Linked DNA regions of Zea mays: region 2 is linked to region 1. The links are chromatin contacts, called in public Hi-C maps. All regions are on one chromosome and are shown on one strand. Each heading gives the region's core, a stretch centred on a gene start, on an enhancer-like site or on the middle of the called end of the contact. The rest is flanking DNA. Distances are from core to core; before and after follow the strand shown.

What was found. Hi-C and Micro-C count contacts between places; a contact is called where the count stands out from the background.
Region 2: a Hi-C map of ear shows a contact between it and region 1, with 2.2 times the contacts expected there. The contact joins the promoter of LOC103654324 here to the promoter of LOC100283677 in region 1. A contact is called at or near these places in 4 of 25 Hi-C or Micro-C datasets (ear, leaf and tassel) and 1 of 3 datasets of contacts at active chromatin or transcription factors (leaf).

The regions. Positions count from the first base shown.
Region 1 is chr4:192,078,765-192,085,092 of Zm-B73-REFERENCE-NAM-5.0, reverse strand. It overlaps LOC100283677, which reads right to left and starts at 4,584. Exons shown (of 9, transcript NM_001156578.2): 1 at 4,327-4,584; 2 at 3,989-4,121; 3 at 3,664-3,808; 4 at 3,403-3,582; 5 at 3,223-3,303; 6 at 2,925-3,088; 7 at 2,700-2,836; 8 at 2,454-2,569; 9 at 1,987-2,353. The coding sequence starts at 4,116. The coding sequence ends at 2,120. It overlaps LOC103655792 (proteasome adapter and scaffold protein ECM29), which reads left to right. Exons shown (of 35, transcript XM_020552775.2): 32 at 1-22; 33 at 117-220; 34 at 315-374; 35 at 1,369-1,895. The coding sequence ends at 1,572.
Region 2 is chr4:192,244,117-192,250,610 of Zm-B73-REFERENCE-NAM-5.0, reverse strand. It overlaps LOC103654324 (tryptamine hydroxycinnamoyltransferase 1), which reads left to right and starts at 4,368. Exons shown (of 1, transcript XM_008681169.4): 1 at 4,368-6,036. The coding sequence starts at 4,528. The coding sequence ends at 5,898. LOC103654325 (pentatricopeptide repeat-containing protein At1g52620) reads left to right here. Exons shown (of 2, transcript XM_035967483.1): 1 at 1-2,292; 2 at 2,884-3,268. The coding sequence ends at 2,121.

The DNA of each region.
Region 1 (6,328 bases), core at 3,335-5,834:
TTGCCTGAGGAGAGTTGGCAAGGTATATGGGATCCGTAATATAATTCTAAACATCTTTTGAATACTTCTGTCCCATGGTTGCAAATTATCATAGTAACACATTTTTTCATGATCAGTTAAACTATCATCCTTCTTGTGTATCAAGGAGTTGTGCCTCAAATTTGACAATTCTGGTGATAGTAACACATGGCCTCAAGACACAGCTTACTTGGTTGAGGAGGTATATCCTGTAGTTTGTTTGGCTCTATATTCAGCTTCAGGTTACTGTTTATTTTCATTGCTTTTGACAAATCTTTCCTGTTTAAAATTTTCAGCTATTTCATTTGGTATCACCGAAATTAGTAGACTCCATAAGATTAGTAAAGATTGCTCAGGTAATGTTTTATGTCTAGCCCTCCCTAGGTGATGCTGAAATATATTTGCCTGTTTTGTTTTACCATCTCATAACACGTTTACCTGTAGATAATGTGTTGTCTTCCTGCTAATGGATAATAATAAACACTGCCTTTAATTTAAATCTGTGCCTACAACTGTACAACATGTATTTTTTTATGGAATAAAAGCATGAAAACATTGTAACATTGCGCTTGACAGTTGACAACATGGTTTAATAGCATTGTCCCTTGATTTAGCAGTGTGTATACCTGTCTATGATTCCATTAAATGACGATAAGAAAAGTTGTGATTTATTTTTCACTCATTGGCGCTACTTTGGCATTTTGCATCTCCAAAGAGCTCATATTCGAAACGTTTTCTGTCAAATTTACTTGTCATTTGTCAAACAAGTAACTTCAAAAATGCATAAGTGCTTTACGTAAGAAGCAAGATTATTTTTCAGATAAATCACCCAGGTGACCATTAGGGTCCACTCTATTCCAATAAGATTCAAATACTCATTTGTCTTATTGATTAGCTACCTTTTTTAGTCTGCTCAGTTCTTAAGTAAATACCCCTGGCATGTAACAAGTCTTGGAGTATGGCAGATCTTAATTAATTAGTCCTGATATGTAATAAATCTTGGATGCTAAGTTACTTTGGTTTTCCCGTTCGCTGGTCAGATGTCATGGCTGCTACCAGTGAAGTTACTGGAATAAGTGCTGGCCAACAGAACCCCAGTGTTCCTGTTTCACAACACTAACATCATTCATTCTCATACTGTCATGCATGCTAACACGAATGGTGCGAGGGTTGTCCGGAATTGCCATAAGCCCATAAGTAGTCCATGTAAATGCTAAATAATAAAACAGACACATGGTTGTTTCTTAAACCAGTGGTTTTAGAAGCGGTTGTTGAGTTTGCCATTAGCTGTTAGTGTCCAGAGCAAACCTTACCCTCACGAGCCACAATTGATCACCTGTGTTTTTGCAGGTTCACGTTGCTGCATCGGAGTGCCTTCTTGATTTGAGCAAACTGTACAGAGACTTCCCGCTGTCGAACAGAACAGAGGCCAAGTTCGAGGATGAACTCACAGAGCTCTGCGAGTCTGAAAAAAGCGAACAAGCAAAGGCGATTCTGAAGGAATGCCTGGCCATTCTTAAAGCTCTCCCTGGAGTAACCATGACGACGGATTAGAAACCAGAAGAGGGAACACGCAAAGTTCTCATGGTGATTGTAAACTCGTTCCGATACATAGTAAAGTTCTCTTGGTGATTCGAAACTCATTCGGATGTATGCATGTGGTACAGAATACGGCATAGTTCTCCCTCCGTTTTGTGTCATATGGCAGGGGAGATAGGCGCATGCTTCCATTAGTTTTGCTAATTTACTGCCTAGATCCTTATCCTTAACCGTGATATTCTGATACATGTGCATGTAAGAAACACGAGATTGTCCGGCAGCAAGAAACTGTTGCAGCAGCATTTGTTGTTTAGATCGTTAACCGAGATATTCTGATACATTTGTCCGTACACTCGTTTCCGCAAACATAACTCGCGTCCAGGAACACCAAGATTATTCAGAATCATCCAACGGCGGGTACAAAGTGTGTGAATAAAATGCTCAGAGTAGGCAATGTCTGAGCGGAAAAAAAGCATAAAGTAAAACTACAGGACATTCATATGACTGAGAGATGGGACCTCGAACCGATACATTTCTCTTGGGAGTGCTTGAAAAGGTTTTTTCAGGCGGTCAGCTTGCGGAGAGCAGTGGCGGTCTTGGAACCCAGCGGCCTGCCCAGATGCTTGGAGATGTAGTCACCAGCCTCCATGAGCTTGTTGAGGTCGACGTTGGTCTCGATCCCCAGGCCATGGAGCATGTACACGACATCCTCCGTGGCGACGTTGCCAGTGGCGCCCTTGGCATACGGGCAGCCTCCAAGGCCCGACACCGACGAGTCCACTATGTTGATCCCCATCTGACGAGACAATGAATGTGTATGTGTGTGTCTGTGTGTGTTAGGCATATCTCTATGAATGTCGTAGACCAATGACGAAACATACCGTTGCTTTGCTTACTTGAAGGGAGACGAGGATGTTGGCAAGGGCCTGCCCGTACGTATCGTGGAAATGAACGGCAATCTTGTCCACCGGGACAAACGACATGACAGCTTGAAGCATAGCAACCACGCTACCTGAGGCAGAGACGTTTGCAAATCGCAGTGAGTATAGTTTTTGGCCGGTCTCTCCACGTACTGTCCAGAAAACGACTGAGAGCCACGAACGGGTTCGGCATAGCATAGGCAGAGAGAACCAGTAGTACACCTGGTGTCCCGACACCAGTCGTGTCGCCGAGCGAGATCTCCGAGCAGCCCATGGTATACAGCTCCTTAGCTACGTACGCCACCTTCGCCGGATCGGTTGCGCCTCCAACGGGGCAAGCAATCACACATGACACGTACCTGAGAGACCAACAGAGGAATTCAGACCACATCACACGGACTTGAAGAGGCGGGAAAGAAAGAAAGAAAAATCGATCGACTCACTTACCCCCGGATGCTTAGCCCGTGTTTCTTGGCAGCCGCTGTGACGCCGCGGTACCGAGCAAGGCTCTCCTCGATGGTGCAGTTGATGTTGGACCTGGAGAAGGATTCAGACGCGGACGCGAAGACCGCGATTTCCTTCGCGCCGGCTGCGATGGCAGCCTCGAACCCCTGGAAAAGCGCTCGACTCATGATTCATCATGCACAGACCGTACCCACACCTTCTTCTCGACTCTACTAGTAGTAGCAGAATACACGTAGGTTTCTTAGAGGAAAAAGGAAAACGGTGGCGGAGTAGATCTCACTCTGAGGTTAGGTGTTAGCACCGGGTACCGCACGCCTGGCTCCTGCTTTATACCCTTCAGCACCTCCTCTGCGTCGGCTAGCTGCAGTTGCCAAACGTACTGTGCTAGATAAGAACTTGATGACCTTTTTTTTCCATGGAAGAGCCATGGCACTATGGTAGTAGGCTACATGCACGTCACCTGCGGCACCCACTTTGGGGAGACGAAGCTGGTGGCCTCGACAACCGACAGGCCCGCGCCGACCAGCTTGTGTATCAGCTGGATCTTCACGGACGCCGGGACGTTGCCCTTCTCGTTCTGCAGGCCGTCCCGAGGCCCCACCTCCACTATCTTCACGAACCTCGGCAGCTCCCACATGACCTGGGTGAGGGACGTACTGTCGGTCGATCGATCGACAAGCTAGGCTGGCTGATGCGGTGGGGGTGCAAAGGCGAAAAATACCTTGCGAGGGAGATCTCTAAGCTCCACTGCATCGCGTGATGGATCGGCGGCCTGGCGGCACTGCGGGTGCCAGGGATAGGAGGAGTTGCTGCCATGATGGAAGGCCATCTGATGGCTGCCATTGTTGCAGGAGCTGCTGCTGTATCTGAAAGCCGAGCAAACAATTACGAACTTCAAACAACCAAAAGCATTCGGCAGAACGCACGGACGAACGAACGACACTGCTGCTGGCGGTCTCACCCCATCTGGGGGCCTTGATGAGTTGTGCACGTCAACTGCTCATAGTGATATAGTATCCATACCATACGTATATGGCTACACTTACTTGCCAGTGCTGTGGTCGTCGTCGTCGGCCGGTGGCCTCCGAGCGCCCAGCGACACGAACCGCCCGAGTCTGTTAATACTCAACTTAGGCAGGTCTCCGAGACCCAGCGGCTCCTCGAGGCTCGACATCCTTCCTGAGAAGAACAGGGAATCCATAAGCTCAATTTCGTTCGTCGTGGACTAGAGTACCTTGTCCGTCTCAGCAAGTCGCTCGGCCTTGGTGGTGTCGGCTTCCGTTTCGATGATGAATCAGTTGCGGTACGAAACAGAACCACAAACCCCAGCTAGGCAGTAAGAAGCGAGCAGCGAAGCTGCGGCGGTGATGAGCTTGCGCAGTACCTGGACGATCGGCGGCCGGTCGATCGTCGACGAGCACGAGGGAGGGTCGCTCCTGGATCCGGTGGTGGACGGACGGTCGTCGGTCGAGGGAGGGAAAAGGGGGGAAGACGTGCGGAGTCAGCCAGGCACCGAATTGGACCCGAGAGGAAGGTAATAGGGTGAGGGGGTGGGCGCTCGGCTTTGCTGGAGTCGGACGCGACCGGCGGCCGAACTGCGCTCGCTCTCTCGTCTGGTGGGTGAGGCGGGGGGCGGAGATGGGGGAGGGGAGGGCGCAGCAGCTTCGCTTTTCTTCCTCCCGCCCGCAGGCGGCCTTGCCTCAGCCCGTCCGTCCGTCAGCGTATCCCACGGTCCCACCGACGAGAGAGAGAGGGAGAGGAATGGAGGAGGAAGCGAGGAAGAGCCAACCGTGGGCCTGGTCCACCGACAGGGCCCCACGGCGTCGTGGGGGGCGTGAGACCGGTGCAGCGTGTGGCGCCGCGGCGGGACGCGTGAGAAGAAGTGGTGGGCGGGTGGGTTGGGTAGTTTTCAGGTGGGTGGGCAGCCACGGCCCACGGCCTCAACCTAACCTCCTCTCCTCCACAGGCCACAGCACGAGCCCACGACCTCTTTCTTATTACCGGGTCCGTCTCGGACCGGACCGGAGTCGGAGACGCTGGTTTGGATCCGTTAGAACCTTCTACTCCAGGACCCAGTAAGAAGTTAAATACTCCCAGATCGTTGGGATCCCGCGTTAACGGGCGAATGGGTTCTCGGTACGAGACGCCTCCGTCTAGTTAGTTTTGGATCCCCACCCATCCAATCCAACACAAACCGAATCCGTAGACGATCATACGTGAGGTGGAAGGCCGCCGCGGATGTGAACATCACGAGACATCTTGCATCCACACCCGATTCGCAGATATGGAGCGGTTCGACGAGGCCGGTTTGGGCCCAATCGCACATTTATTAGCGGCGGGAGGGAGATATGTGACAGCACAGCACACATCTTTTTTTTATAAAAAAAATCAGTACGTTGACCTGAATAAAATCCGGCAGCCATATACTATTTTTGCAACGTGCTGGGGATGACAAATGACACAACGTGTCCATTACTAGTTTATTACTATCTCCGTCACACAAACAACAATATATATGCAGCAGACTGTAAATATGATAGTGTACAATACCGCTTTATATTATAGACTGCGTTATTTATATATTGGAGTTTGAAATATAAGATCGGGATAGAAATTAGGATAGAAGAGATGCGGAAGACGGGCTTACATCTAAGAAGTTCAATTGTTGATACGGTAAACTAGGACAGAGCAGAGATTGAATAGCATCGTCAAGTTCTCAACATAAAAGAGAGAGCGTGTTGGAGGAAAAAAATAATTGAGGGCAACATATTTCGAGGCATCAAGAGGGACAAAAATAAGAGTGGGAAAAGGGAGGGGAAAAAAACAAGAACCGGTCAGGCTAGTCCCCAAATTGACGAGGCCAATTTGCCTGCGTCGGCCCAGCCCACCAAGCGTGGCCGTGGAAACTGTGGACGAACCGCCAGATCGGTTTCCTATTCCGTCTTCAGTTTAGACTAGGTATATACCCGTGCGTTGCTACGGAATCAACACATTTTATTAACATACATTGAGATTAATACATTTTATTAAGATACATTGAGATTGTGAATACAAATGTGAATATCGATTGTCCCCAAGCGAACGTAGATGGATGGGTTGTCCTCGGTTGCAGTCGATCTTAGTTGGGTAGCTCGTCGCTACGGCTATATATCACATAGTTAAATCTTATTTAAATGGAATAATTATTCAAACACGTCCAAATCTTTACAATAAAGTACCATAAAGATAATTCAATACATTTCTATTGCAATCATTTGAATACTAAGGCAAATGCAAAGGATTGAGAACTCATAATAAAGTATCAATTGTTTCTGTGCATACAAGCTTAGTGGTCCAAAGGTAGCTAGCAAGTGGTACCCATATAAGAGTATATTAGTCTGGGTGGC
Region 2 (6,494 bases), core at 3,119-5,618, 170 kb before region 1:
GCCGCGGACGCCGCACTCCGCTGCATGTCCCTCGCGGGGGCCGCGCCCACGCGCGGGAGCCTCGGCGCGCTCGCCGCCGCCTACGCGGACGCCGGCATGGAAGAGAAAGCCGCCGAGGCGTGCGCGCGCGCCAGGGAACTGCACGGCGCGCTCCCCGACGCGCCGGACTGCAACTGCCTGCTCAGGCTCCTCGTGGAGCGCCGACGGTGGGAGCGCGCCCGGGGGCTGTACGGCGAGATGCTCGTCCGGGAGGGCGGCGCGGATGACTACAGCACCTGCGTCATGGTCCGCGGGCTGTGCTTGGAAGGGCGGGTGGAGGAGGGGAGGGGCCTCATTGAGGCCAGGTGGGGAGAAGGGTGCGTCCCGGGTGCCGTTTTCTACAATGTGCTCATCGACGGGTACTGCCGGCGTGGGGACATCGGGAGGGGGCTGCTGCTGTTGGGCGAGATGGAGACGAAGGGGATCATCCCAACCGTGGTTACGTATGGTGCTATCATTCACTGGCTTGGGAGGAAAGGCGATTTGACGAAGGTTGAGAGCTTACTTGGGGAGATGAGGGCGAGAGGGCTGTCCCCCAACGTGCAGATTTACAACACCGTGATCAATGCATTGTGCAAATGCCGGTCGGCGTCACAGGCATCAGATATGCTGAACCAAATGGTCAAAAGCAGGTTTAACCCAGATGTCGTCACGTTTAATACTATGATAGCAGGGTTTTGCCGGGAAGGGGATGTTCGAGAGGCTCTGAAACTTTTGAGGGAGGCCATTAGGAGGGGGTTGGAACCGAATCAGTTAAGCTATACGCCTTTGATTCATGGCTTCTGCGTCAGAGGAGAGGCGATGGTTGCATCAGATTTGCTTGTGGAAATGATGGGGAGAGGGCATACTCCGGACATGATCACACTTGGAGCATTGATTCATGGCCTCGTTGTTTCTGGGCAGGTTAATGATGCCTTGATTGTTCGGGAGAAGATGGCAGAGAGACAGGTGATGCCTGATGCTAACATATATAATGTGCTGATCAGTGGCCTATGCAAGAAACGGATGCTTTCTGCAGCTAAGAACCTTCTTGAAGAGATGCTTGAGCAAAAAGTCCAGCCTGATAAATTTATATATACTACTCTGATTGATGGGTTCGTTAGGAGTGACAAACTCAGTGATGCGAGGAAAATATTCGAATTCATGGAAGAAAAAGCCTGCCCTGATATTGTTGCCTACAATGTTATGATAAAAGGATATTGTAAGTTTGGAATGATGAAAGAGGCGGTTACATGCATGAGCAGCATGAGAAAGGCTGGGTGTATCCCAGATGAGTTTACATATACTACACTTGTCGATGGCTACGCTAAAAAAGGTGACATAAGTGCATCACTTAGGCTTTTATGTGATATGATGAAGCGAAGATGCAAGCCGAATATTTTTACATATGCATCACTAATATGTGGATACTGCAACATCGGTGACACATACAGTGCAGAAGATTTATTTGCAAAGATGCAGTCTGAGGGTCTATTTCCCAATGTTGTACACTACACAGTTCTAATTGGTAGTCTCTTTAAGAAAGATAAAGTGATCCAAGCTGCAGCGTACTTTGAGCATATGCTGCTTAACCATTGCCCTCCTAATGATGCTACAGTGCATTATTTAGTGAATGGGCTCGTAAACTGTAGGCACGGTATGGTCAACTCAAACCGCAGTGATACTAAACAGGCTCACGAGAAGAGTGCCCTTTTAGATGTATTCAGGGGATTGATTTCTGATGGATTGGACCCAAGGATTTCAGCGTACAATGCTATAATCTTCAGCTTGTGTAGACATAATATGCTTGGGAAGGCAATGGACCTGAAAGATAAGATGTCTAACAAAGGCTGCTTGCCAGACCCTATAACCTTCCTTTCACTTCTTTATGGATTTTCTTCTGCTGGAGAATCAGGGAAATGGAGGAGTGCCTTACCTAATGAATTTCAGCAGGATGAATTTGAGATAATCACCAAGTACATGGCATTATTCAATCAGCATGTAACTAGTTCAGTTGTAGGTGAAGTCTCTAGGATTTTACAGTTATATTCTGAGGAGTTTCAGTTCCTCAAACAACCAGAGCAGAGATTCGCTGGTTCCTGACCCCCACAATGTCATGGTTTACCTGGCACTTGGAATCAAGGTATAACAAGAAGAATAGCATGGTTTGAAATGCCAAGGAAGCTCCTGACAGGGTGTTTCCTCCAGCAATGAATTTCAAGACCGCAAGTGCAATCTGCAAGGCAAAGTTTCCGGTGGGGATCGTCCTTGAAGGTAGCAATCAGTGCACAGTTTGCCTTTTTTATATATATAACTTTAACAATGCATTTTACAGCTTCTTTATCTGATATTTTAAAAGCTCTTCCACTGAATGCAAGTAGAGGAATGCCATATATGAGGTGTCTGAGGAAGGAGACTGTAACACTAGTGATTTGTTTACCCCCAACCCAATGCTACAGAGACTAAAGTTGGATTTGTTTTAGCTTACCACAATTTCTCAACATCTTTTCCCTAATCAATTAAAATATTATATAATTTTTTTTCTCTCTTGTATCTGGTCGTTGCCTTGTTGATAAATTGGTTTTTCTGGGGAAACCAGTCAACCTATTCTAACCACACACACACAAAAAAACATGCTTTCAATGACATCACAGTTCACATGCATTGAGACGCAAAGTCACATAAGAATCAGCCATCAGGGAATCATGCTTGCAAGTGTTAACGCGCAAGATCGAGCACTGAAACGCATTGATGAACAAAAATCTGAGCAACTATATGCTGCTCTGCATCTGCATTTGGTTCCCCCTCTTTATATTAGAAAGGTACACTAACAGACTAAGGTTCCTGTTTGTTTCCTTCTTCCAGGATTATAACTCTTGGACTCTCCTTTTCAGGTACGCGAATTAAATCAGCCGCTCCCTCGTTACAGCCAGCAGCACTGTTGAAACTTTTTCCCCCCCACCTGTAATGTTAGACATTAGCCAAAAACATAAAGTTATTTCCCGTCTGCATATATACTTGTGTACATAGCTGCTGACCCCATACCGAGCTTCTGACCGTGTTAGCATCTAGCGCAAGAGGCATCCCGCATGACAATAGAACTGTTTTACGGATCATCACCACCACTAGAAGTCGGAGCGGCGTGTCCCAACCCCAAAAATATTCTGTTTTCATCTAGTATAAAACCTGTCTACTGGACGCAAGAGGGACCTGGCAAAATTACTTGAATGCAATCCTGATGTTTTCTTCACCGTCGGCAGCTTGAACCTTTACCGCTGATGTCAGCATTGCGCAGCGCAATATTTGATATGTCTACATATGCTGTGCGGTGGAATTGTTCAGATGTGCGTATCATCAGTGTTATTTACAGAAAAATAGAAATATTTCCATCTGTAATTTATTTCCTCTTGAGAAAGGCTCCGCGGTGACTTCGGCGTCAGATTTTATTGGGCCGTGGCGTGGAATGGACTGTACTGCAAGCCTCACGAGAAGTGCAACGCAAATGGGTCCCGTTCTCGCGGGCAGGCCCACGACACAGATGGGTAGAGGAGAGTCAACAGTTGGAGTCACCAGGGTGCCGTTTGGTTCAAAAAATGTAACGCAAATGGTAATGGTAATGGTTTCGGCTCGATTACTGGCGCTAACAAATTTGAATATGCTGGTATCAAATTTTAGTGTGGTATTTGATTACGGTTAGACTAAAACAAACATGATTTAACGTTATCCGTTACCCATTACGTTACAAATATGTAAACCAAACGCCCTACAGGTTTCTTTTCCTCAGTTCAGTGGTTGGTGTCGCATGGCATGACCATGACGACGCCATCTCGCACACAAGTTTGACCTCTGCTGCATGCAGATTGCAGACACGTAGCGCGCGGTTGGTGTCGTCGTGGTCCCCCGGTCCCGCACGCAGGCATGCACGACTGTGCGTACACCCAGGCCAGGGCCAGTAGACGACCGTGGACCAGGGGCACGTAGTAGGGCCAAGAACAGCATGCATGCATTGGGAACGAACTCGCGGGTGGTCGTGCTCCTGGCCTCCTGCGTCGTCCTCATCAGGTTCAGGTGACGTCTCCCTATCCGACTATTCCTTTGGCACCGTTTGGACGATCGCGGCCAAGCACGTCAACCATTGCATGCAGACTGCAGTGCACCTCTCGCTCCCTGATCTGACCCCTCTCTCTGTCTGTCTGTATACAGGCACGCATTTACGAGGACGCACGGATCGATGCATGGCGAGCTTGAGCTATTTGGCACACCAACCACCACCGCGCGCACTCCAGTCTCCAGACCAGACCGAAACACATGCAGGGTTCAGTTCAGTGTTCAGACACGACGAGGTTTCCACGGCACACACACACTATATATAGACTGCCATTGCCTACACACTGTGGGCACCACCACCACCATCTTTTGCACTCTCTCAAGTCACAAAGCTTCCCTACGTACTCACAAGTCACAAGGGTTAGCAGTTAGCTACCTAGCTCAAGCTCGCCAGCCAGCATCATGGACGTGCAGGTGCAGCGGAGCTTCGTGATACCCGCGCCGCAGTCGGAGCCGTCGGCGGAGGTGCCGCTGACGGTGTTCGACCTCGTCGCGCCCGCCTACCACGTCACCGTGCTGTTCGCCTACGCCGCGCCCAACCCCACCGACGCCGCCCTCCTGGACGCGCTCGCCGCCACGCTCCCGCGCTTCCCGCTCCTCACCGCGCGCCTCGTCGTCGCCGACGCCGACGAGCGCCGACGCCCGTTCTTCGTCACGGGGAGAGGCGGCGCGGGCGCGCTCGTTGTCGAGGCCACCGTGGCGTCCGCGCTCTCCGACCACCTCCCGCTCGCGCCCGCGCCGGAGCTCGCGCGCCTGCACGTGCCGGTCGGCGGCGACGTGGCTCCGCCGCCACCGCACATGCTCATGCTCCAGATCAACCGCTTCGCGTGCGGGGGCCTCGTCATCGCCTCGTCCTCGTACCACCAGGCCGCGGACGGCTACTCCATGTCCACCTTCTTCCACGCGTGGGCCGACGCCGTCCGCGCCAACAACAAACACGACACTCTACTACCGGCGGCGCCGCCGGCACCGGCGCCGTACGGCCCGGGCGCCATCACGCCGCGCCGGCCGCCGCGGTGCGAGTTCGAGCACCGCGGCACCGAGTTCCTGCGCGCCGAGGACGCCGCCGCCGGCAGGCCGGCGCCGGCCCGGGTGGACCCTTCGGAGATCGCCAACGTGCTGCTGCACCTCCCGAGCGACTTCGTGGCGGCGCTCAAGGCCTCAGCTGCGCCGCCGCAGGGACAGGGCCGGTGGTACACGACCTTCGAGGCCGTGTCGGCGCACCTGTGGCGGAAGATCACGCTGGCGCGCGGGCGCGCCGACGACGCGTCGCGCACGGCGCTGAACGCGGCGGTGAACGGCCGCGCGCGCCTCGGCGCCGACGCCCTGGCGCGGGGCTTCTTCGGCAACGCGGTCCTCACGGCGAGCGCCGCCACCTGCGCCCGGGACCTGGCGCGGGGCGCCCTGGCCGACGCGGCGGCGCTGATCCGCGCGGCCGTGCGCGCGCGCGACCGCCAGTACTTCCAGTCCTTCGTCGACTTCGGGGAGCTGCACCTGCACGGCGGCGAGGAGCTGCTGGAGCCCACGGTCGGGGACGAGGACAACGTGCTGCTCCCGGACGTCGCGTCCGACAGCTGGCTGCACCTGGAGCTGCACCGCCTGGACTTTGGGTGCGGCGGACGGCTGGCCGGGATCCTGCCGGCGAAGGTCCCGCTGGACGGGGTGGTCGTGCTCATACCCAGCCTGCGGAAAGGAGGCGGCGTCGACGCGTTCGTGGCGCTGTGGGACAAGCATGCCAAGGAGCTTATGGATATTGCTTACACCATGGACTAGAAAACAACTCCGTGTCACTCATGGAGGATGAAAACACACACGTCGCCACCAAAATTATTTACTGCCTAAGCATGCGGGAAAGGAATAATATATATATTTCTCACAAGTCAATAAAGTTTTATTTAAATATATACAGTACTAATTATGTCCGAAATTCTCAACATATATGGTTGATACGAAAAAATGGAATAGAGGATAAGCGTGTTGTTCTATATATGCAAAGTTGTCTAGGTTTGTCATCTTAATCCAGCTAGGTCGGGTCACTCAAGGCAGCTAGCTAGGCTGCCGTACAGATCTGTCCAGATCAATTCCCTCATGTGAAGTCAGTTCGATAGCTTTCCGGATCAGGCCGTCCAGGCCGAACCCAGATTGAGTAACTTTACAGAGCAACTTTACAACGTAACGTTCCCTCAATCAGCACCCTCCAGCTACCATCTGACGGCTATAGAGATTTCCAAGCTAGCACTCTGGCTTTTCCCATTGCCCCACGCCAACAAGAGAAGGACGCGGGAACAGCGTCGCATTTAGTCGCGTTCCCGCCAACTTGCTCCGTACTGCTCGCGCATCCGCCGCGGCGGACTCCTCACTGCCGCTCC